Linked DNA regions of Macaca mulatta: region 1 is linked to region 2. Evidence: chromatin contacts called from public Hi-C data. All regions are on one chromosome and are shown on one strand. Each heading gives the region's core, a stretch centred on a gene start, on an enhancer-like site or on the middle of the called end of the contact. The rest is flanking DNA. Distances are from core to core; before and after follow the strand shown.

Evidence for each region. A called contact is a pair of places that touch in the nucleus more often than the background predicts.
Region 1: a Hi-C map of fetal cortex germinal zone shows a contact between it and region 2, with 6 times the contacts expected there. The contact joins the promoter of RUBCN here to the promoter of RPL35A in region 2. A contact is called at or near these places in 2 of 14 Hi-C or Micro-C datasets (fetal cortex germinal zone and liver).

Annotation. Positions count from the first base shown.
Region 1 is chr2:1,204,644-1,210,286 of T2T-MMU8v2.0, forward strand. It overlaps RUBCN (rubicon autophagy regulator), which reads left to right and starts at 3,552. Exons shown (of 21, transcript XR_013413447.1): 1 at 3,552-3,804. It also overlaps a transcript of FYTTD1 not described here.
Region 2 is chr2:983,794-989,372 of T2T-MMU8v2.0, forward strand. It overlaps RPL35A (ribosomal protein L35a), which reads right to left and starts at 1,390. Exons shown (of 4, transcript NM_001265744.1): 1 at 1,360-1,390; 2 at 1,021-1,173. The coding sequence starts at 1,370. The region is part of intron 2 of IQCG (IQ motif containing G); the gene reads left to right.

The sequences.
Region 1 (5,643 bases), core at 2,302-4,801, 220 kb after region 2:
GCCTGTAATCCCAGCTACTTGGGAGGCTGAGGCAGGAAAATAGCTTGAACCCGGGAGGCGGAGGCTGCCATGAGCCGAGACCACACCATTGCACTCCAGTCTAGGCAACAAGAGTGAAACTCTGTCTCAAAAAACTAGATAGAAAAATAAATAAATCATATAGTGTTAATTTGGGATTATACTGTATGCCAAAAAATAAAGTTCATACATTTATAGAACTAGAAGTAAGGCCAGGTATGGTGCTTCATGCCCGTAATCCCAGTACTTTTTGGGTGACTGAGGCAGGAGGATTGCTTGAGCCCAGGAATTTGAGACCAGCTTAGACAACATAGTGAGACCCTGTCTCTACCAAACATTAAAAGAAAAAAGAATTAGCTGGGCATAGTGGCACTGCCTGTGGTCCCAGCTACTTGGGAGGCTAAGGTGAGAGGATCCGCTTGAGCCCAGGAGATCGAGGCTGCCTCGAGCTGTGGTAGGGCCACTGCACCCCAGCCTGGGTGACAGAGCAAGACTGCATCTCTAAAAGAGAAGACAGACACAGAAGGTAGAGAAATCCCAATGAGTAATATTGCCCCTTTCTTAAAAAGTATAATCGTTTAGTAGGAAAATGAGAAAGTTTGAAAGAGTATTTTTTAACCTAAATGAAATCATAAATTGCTTTAAGAGGCTCTTTCATTTCATTTTTAATTGCCAAAACACTTTTCTCAAGTTTGAAAATACCTAAAAGCCATGTTATTTTAATAGAGTCATTAGTTTTACACAGTTATTCTTGATCCCTCTTTCTCCCTCACTTGCCACAGTCAGTCCTTTATAAAGTAGTGCTGATTCTATTGCCTTCACATTGCTCTAATCTGAACCTCTTTGTTCTCTTCAACCGCTGCTGTAGTTTAAGCCTGGGTTTGCAAACTAGCAACTCAAGGGCCACCTTCAGCCTACACACAAGCTGTGTTTGGCCTGTGCAAAGTTGAAAGTTTAAAAAATGTGTTGCCAACGTTTAAAAATTCGGAAGTTGTGCTTAAAAATGCAGCTCTTAGCTTCTTTTAAAAAATCAAAATATCATAGCTAGGTGTGGTAGCTCGCACCTGCAGTCCCAGCTATTCAGGAGACTGAGGAAGGAGGCCTGCTTGAGCCCAGGAGTTCCAGGCTGCAGGGAGCTATGATTGCGCCACTGCACCCCAACCTGGGCGACAGAGAGAGACCCCGTCTTTGAAAAAGAAAAAAGAGAAACCAGAACATCTGGCAACCCTAGGCCCACATGTTTCTTTCAACTGGTTCGCTTCACTTCTTAAGGACGACCAGTCTCCTCTATCCAGCCTTCCACCCTTACCTCGATATAGTGCTATATCTTCCCCATCTCCTGTCCACATTGTCAAAAGTGGTTTTCTCATCGGATTCGATCAAATCACTTCTTGATTTGCATATACTTGATTTGCTGATTGTTTTCAGGATACAATCCAAACTCCTGAACATGGCATTTCACGACCTGGTTTCCCCACACCAGAACGCCCACCCCACGCTGCTGCTCACTCCGTCCCAGCTCCGGCTGCCAGCACCTGCCGTCCCCAGACCGCACTTCCTTCCTTCCCTCTGCCGTGCTGCTCTCTCCGCCTTCTCTTCTCGCTCCTGGCTCACCCGTACTCAGCCTTCAGAACTCTGCGCTGACATCCCTCTCCCGAGAGCCCCCAGAAGCCTTTCTCCCCCGCCGTTTCACGATCCCAGAGCAACCTGTGCTCTTACTTGCGAGCGCTTCATTTAAATGCTCGAGATCTCCAAACACCAGCGGCGGACATTAGGCCAGGGCGGGCTAGGTGGGGTTAATCGTGCCGGGATTAGAGCAGCGTTATTGCCTAGTCTACATCTCGGACTGAGTTCGGTCCCCAGCGAGTAATGTGACGCGGGTAAATACGGGCCCGCCCCGGCACGGATCCCTGAGACCACCGTCCCCGCCGCTCGCGAGCCGGCCCCGCCGCTCGCGAGCCGTCCCCGCCAGCCACTGGGTGCGCGTAGTCCACGAGCGCGGCCTGGGATTGGAGGGCGCCGCCTGCCGGAGCGGCCTGGGATTGGAGGGCGCCGCCTGGGATTGGACGGCGCCGCCTGCGGGAGCGGCCTGGGGTTGGAGGCCGCCGCCTGGGATTGGAGGGCGCCGCCTGCCGGAGCAGCCTGGGATTGGAGGCCGCCGTCTGGGATTGGAGGGCGCCGCCTGCCGGAGCAGCCTGGGATTGGAGGGCACCGCCTGGGATTGGAGGGCGCCGCCTGCGGGAGCGGCCTGGGATTGGAGGCCGCCGCCTGGGATTGGAGGTCGCCGCCTGGGATTGGAGGGCGCCGCCTGCGGGAGCGGCCTGGGATTGGAGGGCGCCGCCTGCGGGAGCAGCCTGGGATTGGAGGGCGCCGCCTGCCGGAGCGGCCTGGGATTGGAGGGCGCCGCCTGCCGGAGCAGCCTGGGATTGGAGGGCGCCGCCTGGGATTGGAGGGCGCCGCCTGCGGGAGCGGCCTGGGATTGGAGGGCGCCGCCTGCGGGAGCAGCCTGGGATTGGAGGGCGCTGCCTGGGATTGGAGGGCGCCGCCTGCCGGAGCGGCCTGGGGTTGGAGGGCGCCGCCTGGGATTGGAGGGCGCCGCCTGCGGGAGCGGCCTGGGATTGGAGGGCGCCGCCTGGGATTGGAGGGCGCCGCCTGCGGGAGCGGCCTGGGATTGGAGGGCGCCGCCTGCGGGAGCGGCCTGGGATTGGAGGCCGCCGCCTGGGATTGGAGGGCGCCGCCTGCCGGAGCAGCCTGGGATTGGAGGGCGCCGCCTGGGATTGGAGGGCGCCACCTGCGGGAGCGGCCTGGGGTTGGAGGGCGCCGCCTGCGGGAGGGGCCTGGGGTTGGAGAGTGCGGCCTGCGGGAGCCGCCTGGGGTTGGAGGAGCGCGGTCTGCGAGCGCGGCCTGGGATTGGAGGGCGCGGCCTGCGAGCGCGGCCTGGGATTGGAGGCCGCGGCCTGCGAGCGCGGCCTGGGATTGGAGGGCGCGGCCTGCGGGAGGGGCCTGGGATTGGAGGGCGCCGCCTGCGGGAGCGGCCTGGGATTGGAGGGCGCCGCCTGCGGGAGCGGCCTGGGGTTGGAGGGTGCGGCCTGCGGGAGCCGCCTGGGGTTGGAGGAGCGCGGTCTGCGAGCGGGGCCTGGGATTGGAGGGCGCGGCCTGCGAGCGCGGCCTGGGATTGGAGGGCGCCGCCTGCGGGAGCGGCCTGGGGTTGGAGGGCGCCGCCTGGGATTGGAGGGCGCGGCCTGCGGGAGGGGCCTGGGATTGGAGGGTGCGGCCTGCGGGAGCCGCCTGGGGTTGGAGGAGCGCGGCCTGGGATTGGAGGGCGCGACCTGGGATTGGAGGGCGCGGCCTGGGATTGGAGGGCGCGGCCTGCGGGAGGGGCCTGGGATTGGAGGGCACCGCCTGCAGGAGCGGCCTGGGATTGGAGGGCGCGGCCTGCGGGAGCGGCCTGGGATTGGAGGGCGCGGCCTGCGGGAGCGGCCTGGTCTCGAAGGGCTTGCCGGGAGCTGTAGTCCCCGGAGCCGGAAGTGGGGGTGGCCGGGATAGAAGCCGCAACCCAGGCGGCTGTCTCTGCCGCCGCTGCCACCGCCCGTGTGTAGCGCATCACCCGGAGCCCACCGGCCGTGGGTGCCTCCTCCGGCCCCAGGGGCCCCCGGGAGCCCTGAAGGGCGAAGCGGCGGGGGCGCCTCTCTTGGGCGAAGAGGCGGCCTCGCCGCCCCGGATGCGGCCGGAGGGCGCGGGAATGGAGCTCCGAGGCGGCGAGGAGCGCCTGGCTGAGGAGAGCAGGTGGGCTGGGAGCGGCCGCGGAGTCGGGGCAGCGACAGGCGCCGGAGCCCCGGGAGGCTTGGGAGGGCGCGGGGCCGAGGAGAGAAGGGCCGGGCGCGACGAGTGTTGAGGACGACGGCTGCGGAGGACTTGTTTGGGGAGCATTTCGAAGAGGACGGGCGGGCGGGGCGGGGATGGGACGAAGGCGGGCGGGTGGGATTTGCGGAGGGCCGGGGGAGCAGAGGAGGGGGAAGCTCAGAGCCCAGACTGCTGGAGGGGAGGCGGCCGCCGAGAGCGACGGCGAAGAGGCCGGAGGGGCTGCAGCGCGGTGAGGGAGGCGTCACAGGCCGGAGTCCGCGGACAGGGCCGGGCGCCACCCTGCCTGAAACTTGCCGTGGCTGCAAGTGGGGCCGACGTGAAGAGGAGGGCGCGGTGAGAAGTCCCGGGAGCGGAGACGAAGCGTCGTGAGCGGCTTAGGAGGAAGCTGAGGCGGAGTGAGCGCGGGGAGGAAGGCGACGAGAGCCCGGGGAGAAAGGGCGCGAGTGTCATGGCGGTGCGGCGGGGGTGGGGGCTGCCCACGGGACCCGAAACTCTGCACTTTGTCATTGGCGAATCGCTGTCGGAGTGGCAGGACCTCTGTGTCATTTCCTTTCGTCTTCAGACCTGTCACTTCTTCCTCACAGTGCAAACTAAGCAAGTTCACGTGTATTTATATGGAGCCGTTGTCAGAGAGTTCATGTCTTCTAGAAATTGGGGGATATAAAATAGAAAAACCACTTTGGACCGGGTGCGGTGCCTCACCCCTGTAATTCCAGCACTTTGGGGGAGACCGCGGCGGGCCGCTTGAGTCCAGGAGTTTGAGACCAGCCTGGGCAACCTAGGGAGACCCCCGTCTCCACAAAAATACAGAAATTAGCTGGGCGTAGTGGTGCTCAGCTGTGGTCCCAGCTACTCGGGAGGCTGAGGTGAGAGGATCGCCCGAGTCCAACAAGTCGAGGCTACATTGAGCCGAGATCGCACCACCACACTCCAGCCTGGGCCACAGAGGAAAACCCTGTCTTCAGAAAACAAAAAACCGAAAAAACACCAAACTGCTTTGAGTAAATGATGAATCGGAGTCTGTAGAGATGATTTCCACATTTAGGGTTTGCTTCATTAATAACTCTGGTCTTAATCTTTTAAAGAGACTGGAATGCTGACAGGCGAGAGCAGGAATGTGGCATGAGGGAGTCATACTTGACATTTATTGTTTTATTTTTTGAGAGAGGGTCTCACCCTGTCCCCCAGGCTGGAGTTTCAGTGCCGTGAACAAGGCTCACTGCAGCCTCCAACTCTTGGGCTCAAGCGATTCTGCTATCTCAGCTTCCCAAGTAGCTGGGATTATAGGTGCCAGCTACCACACCTGGCTAATTTTAAAAACTTTTTTTGTAGAGACAGGCTGTCACCATATTGCCCAGGCTGGTCTCTAACTCTTGCGCTCAAGCGATTCTCCCCCACCTCGGCCTCCCGAAGTGCTGGAATTACAGGTGTGAGCCACCAGGCCTGACCTCGCTTGACATTTAGAAACAGTTTCAGATATAATGATGGTCTCAGGAGCAGCTGGGGTCCAAAAACTAGAAGCAGAATATTTACCTCTGAGAAAATACCAACAAGGGAAGATTTATGAGACGTTCCTGAGTGAAGACTTGCTCTTTTTAAGGGTGGCTCTACTTTTATGTGCAAAGTGGCCTGTTGAACAAAACCTGGACTAACAGGACTTTGGGGCTCCTGCCTGAGATCTGAGAATGATTTGTACTAAGTGAAACTGAACATTTTACTTCCCTTTTCCATATTTCGGTTTCTGCTTTGCCTATTTGTCTA
Region 2 (5,579 bases), core at 140-2,639:
GTGGCAGGCGCCTGTAATCCCAGCTACTCGGGAGGCTGAGGCAGGAGAATCGCGTGAACCTGGGAGGTGGAGGTTGTGGTGAGCCGATAAGCTGATATCATGCTACTGCACCTGGGTGACACAGCGAGACTCCGTCTCAAAAAACAAAACAAACAAAAAAAACGTATTTTTAAGGCATTAACAAAATGCATTAAGCGCCAAGTGTTCTAAAAATCCTTAAGTTCTGGCAAAAGGAGCCGAGAAAAAAAATTAGAAGCCTTAAAAGGATCACAATATAAGGAATTAGCTCCTTTATTGTTTTCAAGTGCAAAAGGTACCTAAATCCAACACCACCCTCAGAAGTAACGTCCTTCTAAGACTCCTCATTAAGTTCCTTAATGACACAAAATAGAAGCCATAGCAATACCAATCCAGCCTGGCCAACATGGGGAAACCCATTCTCTAGTAAAAATACAAAAATTAGCTGGGCATGGTGGTGCACCCCTGTAAGCCCAGCTACCCAGGAGGCTGAGGCAGGAGAATCGCTTGAGCCAGGAGGCAGAGGATGCAGTGAGCTGGGATCGCGCCACTGAGCTCCAACCTGGGCAACAGAGCGAGACTCTTGTCACAAAAACAAAAAAAAAAACAATACCAAGTACTTCAGCCAAATATTTTATTATCTCAATAGGATAATGAGGCCAGGCACAGTGGCTCAAGCCTGTAATCTCAGCACTTTGGGAGACCGAGGTGGGTGATCACCTGAAGTCAGGAGTTTGAGACCAGCCTGGCCAACATGGCAATACACTGTCTCTAATAATAACACAAAAAGTAGCCGGGCGTGGTGGCGGGCGCCTGTAATCCCAGCTACTCGGGAGGCTGAGGCAGGAGAATCGCTTGAACCCGGGAGGCGGAAGTTTCGGTGAGGGAGACCAAGTCACTGCACTCCAGCCTGGGCAACAGAGCAAGACTCCGTTATATAAAAAAGAAAATGAGGCAGATCCCAAAATAAAAACCCAAAACCTACCAGTGTCATAAACTTACTTCTTTGCTTTGTATACATAAGCGCATCTCTTGCCCAAATAGAATTCTGTTTCATCTCGGGCATAAACACCTTCAATTTTAAGAAGAGCTGTGTGCTCCCTTTGGTTCCGGAGACCCCGCTTATAGCCGGCAAAAATGGCCTTGGACCACAGCCTAAGACACAAAAGATACACAACATGAAACATAAGCTTCAGAAAACCAATTTGACTTGTAATAACCCCCACCCAAAAGTTACTCAGAGCAAACATCTTAAGTTTTTTCTTGCTAATTTTAAGCTCGCATTTAAACATTCACGTCTAACACACACACACAAAGAGCAACCATATTTAAAACGCGTACCTTCCAGACATAGTTCCTTTTAGAAGTCCCGCTCCCAGCAGGCCTTAAAACAAACAAAAAGATTCAGTTTGAAACCAAGCCACGCAAGTTTCTCACCTCGTCCCCTCTCGTTTAAGCCCCGAAGGCAAATTCCTTTTGGATCGGAGTTTCTCGTAGGAGTAAGGGGACAATTATGCCAGAACATCATCCACATGAAACGCAGGCTCCGGCGAGACAATCAAACCTCAGAGAACAGCTGGTATCTAAGCAAACTTCAGAATGAAGACAAAACTAAGGGACAAGAGCCACAAAAATAACTCTCAGAAAAGCCTGAGAAAATGCATGCCATTGTCAGGAGGCAACACTCAGGAAAAGGAATGAAGACTTCATCAGAGACTCACACCTAAGACTTATGCATCGGCTGGGTCTCGGAGAAAAGCTGAGGGAAGAGACTGGTCAGACAAGCAAAGGGAGGTTTGGACTGGGAGGAAACGGAAAAACCCTGGCCGAAAGGAAGCACTGCCTCATGGACAACTGCAGACGAACAAAATCATCATTTCACTCCGCTCAGGCCCAGGAATTTAACTCGGATAACCCGGGCAGCCGTTCTCCGGGCGTCAGAGGACCAAGCACCATCGGCCCAACATCTGCTCCATCCTGCTCTCCCTCTTCTTGAAACCCATAGAAATCAATGGCTGGCGGAGACTCCGATACACACCGGCGACTCGCCGCGGTATAGGAACAAACCTGCTCCGGTTATTTGCCCCCAAATTTCAGCAGCAGGCGCTTCACTCACCTCCACAGGAGCCAAGATGGCGGGAAGAGAAAGACGAGGCCCCGCCGCGTGGCCTTGTGGGATTAAACATCTCTCGACCCCGCCCTCAATTTAGGCATCTTCTCCAAACGCCAGAAAAGCAATCCTCGGAAATCGCCTTCGCGCTGAAATAAGCCACATTCAAGAGCACTCTTACAATTATTTTCCTAAGTCCTTTCATCTTGGTAGGCTGCAAAATGTATTACTTGGGAACAGGGGAAGGCAAAATGGTAGCCAGCTAAATCCGCCAAAGCTGTGCGTTGCCATAGAAACAGCTTAGTTTACTTCCCGCGTCACCGGACGCTGTTGATGGAAAGGCGCACCGTGAGTGGAGGACGTTCCCACTGCCTGAAGAATGATTGTAAGATTGATTTGCCAACAGGCGGGTGCATATCCCTCGATCCACAAGCAATAGACAGAACGGAAATTCTAGGTTAGGATTCTGGGATCCTAACCTAGCATGAAAGAGAAAGGCCGGGAGCACGAAGGCAGCAGGACCTCTTCCTTCTCTTTTTTATTTTTCTATGCTTTTTTTCTGCCCTCTACTTATCTATCTCTTTCAAGAAACGAGACTGGACACGGTGGCTCACGCCTGTAAGCCCAGTTCTTTGGGAAACCGAGGCGGGAGGATCGCTTGAGGCTAGGAGTTCGAGACCAGCCTGGGCAATATAGTGAGACCACCTTCCCCCATCTCTACAAAAGAAAAAAAAAAAAAAGAATGAAATGACTTAAGTTCTTGCCTCCATTCTTCTTTTTGGATCCGAGGTATGAGAGGGACTGCCTGCAGGAGGCTTTATCGCCCTTTTAGGAGAACTCGTTTAGCTGCCCCGTGTCCGTGTCTAATAGGTCCTCCGTAGATACTTGTAGAGGTGGATTAATGGACGCCAGAGATTCACATTTCCGAATTATTGCATATTTATTTGGGTTACCCTATGGATTCATTCATTTATTTAACAAATAGTTTAATGAATGGCTACCCTGTACCAAGGTTTGTGTCGGATGACACAGCAGTAAACAAACAAATCTCTGCCCTCGTGGAGCTTACATCCTACGAAGGGGAGCAAGACCGTGAGCAAGTAAAATAGATGACACGTTAGAAGATGATAATTTCTGTGGAGAAAATTAAGCAGAGAGGCCACTGTAAAAGAGGCTTTCCCCCTTTTGAGATGGGAAGTATGTAAGAGAGGCTTCCCCGTCTTTGAGATAGGAAGTATTTAAGGGTTCTGAACAGAAGGGTGACTCTATCTGACTTCCTTATTGACAAAGTCGCTGTGTTGAGACTGAAGGGAGGCGAAGTCACCAGCAGGAAGATAATTATAGGTTCCTGTAGTGATATGATGAGAGGTGATGCTGTGTAAACAGAGGTGATGAGTACTGGAATTCTGAATATATTTAAATTCTGGCAGGATTTGCTGGTGGATGAGGAATGAGAGAGAGGAGTAAAGGATGACTCCAAAGTTGTATGAAATAGATGTAAATAAGTCACTTTTAAAATCAGATCCTCTCTTAAATACATCAGAATGGAACTTGTACCTTGTAGCCTACTACCCTACTCAGTGTTCTCTGTCCCAGGAAGAAATCAGATCCTCTCTTAAATACATCAGAATGGAACTTGTACCTTGTAGCCTACTACCCTACTCAGTGTTCTCTGTCCCAGGAAGAAATGTGCTAGAAATTTCACCATTAGATATTAATTTGTTAAAGTTCTATATGTAAGTCCTCCTGGGAGGAGTAACACATGAAGTGTGAGTTTCATTCGTTTGCTCATGTATTATTCATTCCACAAACACTTACTGAGCACTGAGACTTAGCGCCTGATATAGCTGTGAGCATCGTTGTCATGTTGCTGCTTTCGTGGAGCAGTTGTCTAGTGGGGAAACTGACATAAACATAACCAACTGTGAACCGAGCTCTGCGGGAAAATAGTGGCATGAATGCCCAGAAGCCTGATCTGGCCTGAGGAGTCAGGGAAAGGATCACTTGGACGAGGGTCATTTAAGGCATTTTTCAAACTGCAGGTGATGACCCATTAGTAAAGCATGATCAGAATACTTTTTAAAACAAAGTATGGGCCGGGCGCAGTGGCTCACGCCTGTAATCCCAGCACTTTAGGAGGCCGAGGTGGGTGGATCATTTAAGGTCAGGAGTTTGAGACTAGCCTGGCTAACATAGTGAAACCCTGTCTCTACTAAAAATACAAAGATCAGCCAGGCATGGTGGTGTGTGCCTGTAATCAGCTACTTGGGAGGCTGAGGTACAAGAATCACTTGAACCCAGGAGGTGGAGGTTTCAGTGAGCTGAGATCACACCACTGCACTCCAGCCTGGGTGACAGAGTGAGACTGTCTCAAAAAAAAAAAAAAAAAAAAAAAAAGGTAAAGCAGGAGTGAAACTACAAGGGATGTTGGAGTCTCCTGGGATCTAGGAAAGAAATAGTTACCTAAGACCAGAGAGAGACGTTTGGAGAGAATTTTGCCTGACAGGAGCCATGACCTTTGATAGAGGAACAGAACCAACCAGTGATATTCTGGCAGAGAAGGAGCAGGGAGAATAAATGCCTGATTTCATTTCCCTACACTGAATCTCTTTCTGGAATCTCCCATGGACATACTCCATATGGGTCCGTCTCCCAGAGCACAGAAAATGTTAGGGATTTCACCTAGAAAAGTGACACTGTCTTAAGCTGGTGATGGGTCAGTGGGACTTTACAAGGTGAAGAGGTGAGGGAAGAGTGGTTCCACTGGAAGGAATAGCAGGTGCAAAGACCCTGAGTTGCAAGGGAGCATGAGTCCATAGGAGAACTGAAAGAAGCCCCTTGTGGCTGGAGCCCAGAGAGCAAGGAAAGGGCAATCGTAGTTGGGTCTAGAGAGGAACAGAGGGCCCAGACCATACAGACCTTGTGGACCAAGTCAAGAATTTTGTTCTTTGTCCTAAGGCAATGGGAAACCATTGAAGGGTTCTAGGGAGGGACATGGTCAGATTTTCCATTTTCAAATATCACTTCCTGAACCTTCTGTCAGTATATCAGAAAGAAAAAAAAATTTAAATTAAAAGATCACTTCCAATTTAGTGCTTGTTGGAGTAGTTCAAGCAAAAAAAGAAAACAAGGAAAAAATCAAACAAACAAACACAGCAACAACTAGGTCCAACTTGGGAGATACAAAAATAGAAGGTAAAATCCGCCTGGGCGCCTTGGCTCACACCTGTAATCCCAACACTTTGGGAGGCCAAGGTGGGTGGATCACCTGAGGTCATGAGTTCCAGACCAGCCTGGCCAACATGGTGAAACCCCGTCTCTAATAAAAATACAAAAATGAGCTAGGTGTGGTGGCAGGTGCCTGTAATCCCAGCTACTCAGGAGGCTGAGGCAGGAGAATCGCTTGAATCCAGAGGCAGAGGCTGCAGTGAGCCAAGATGGCGCCACTGCA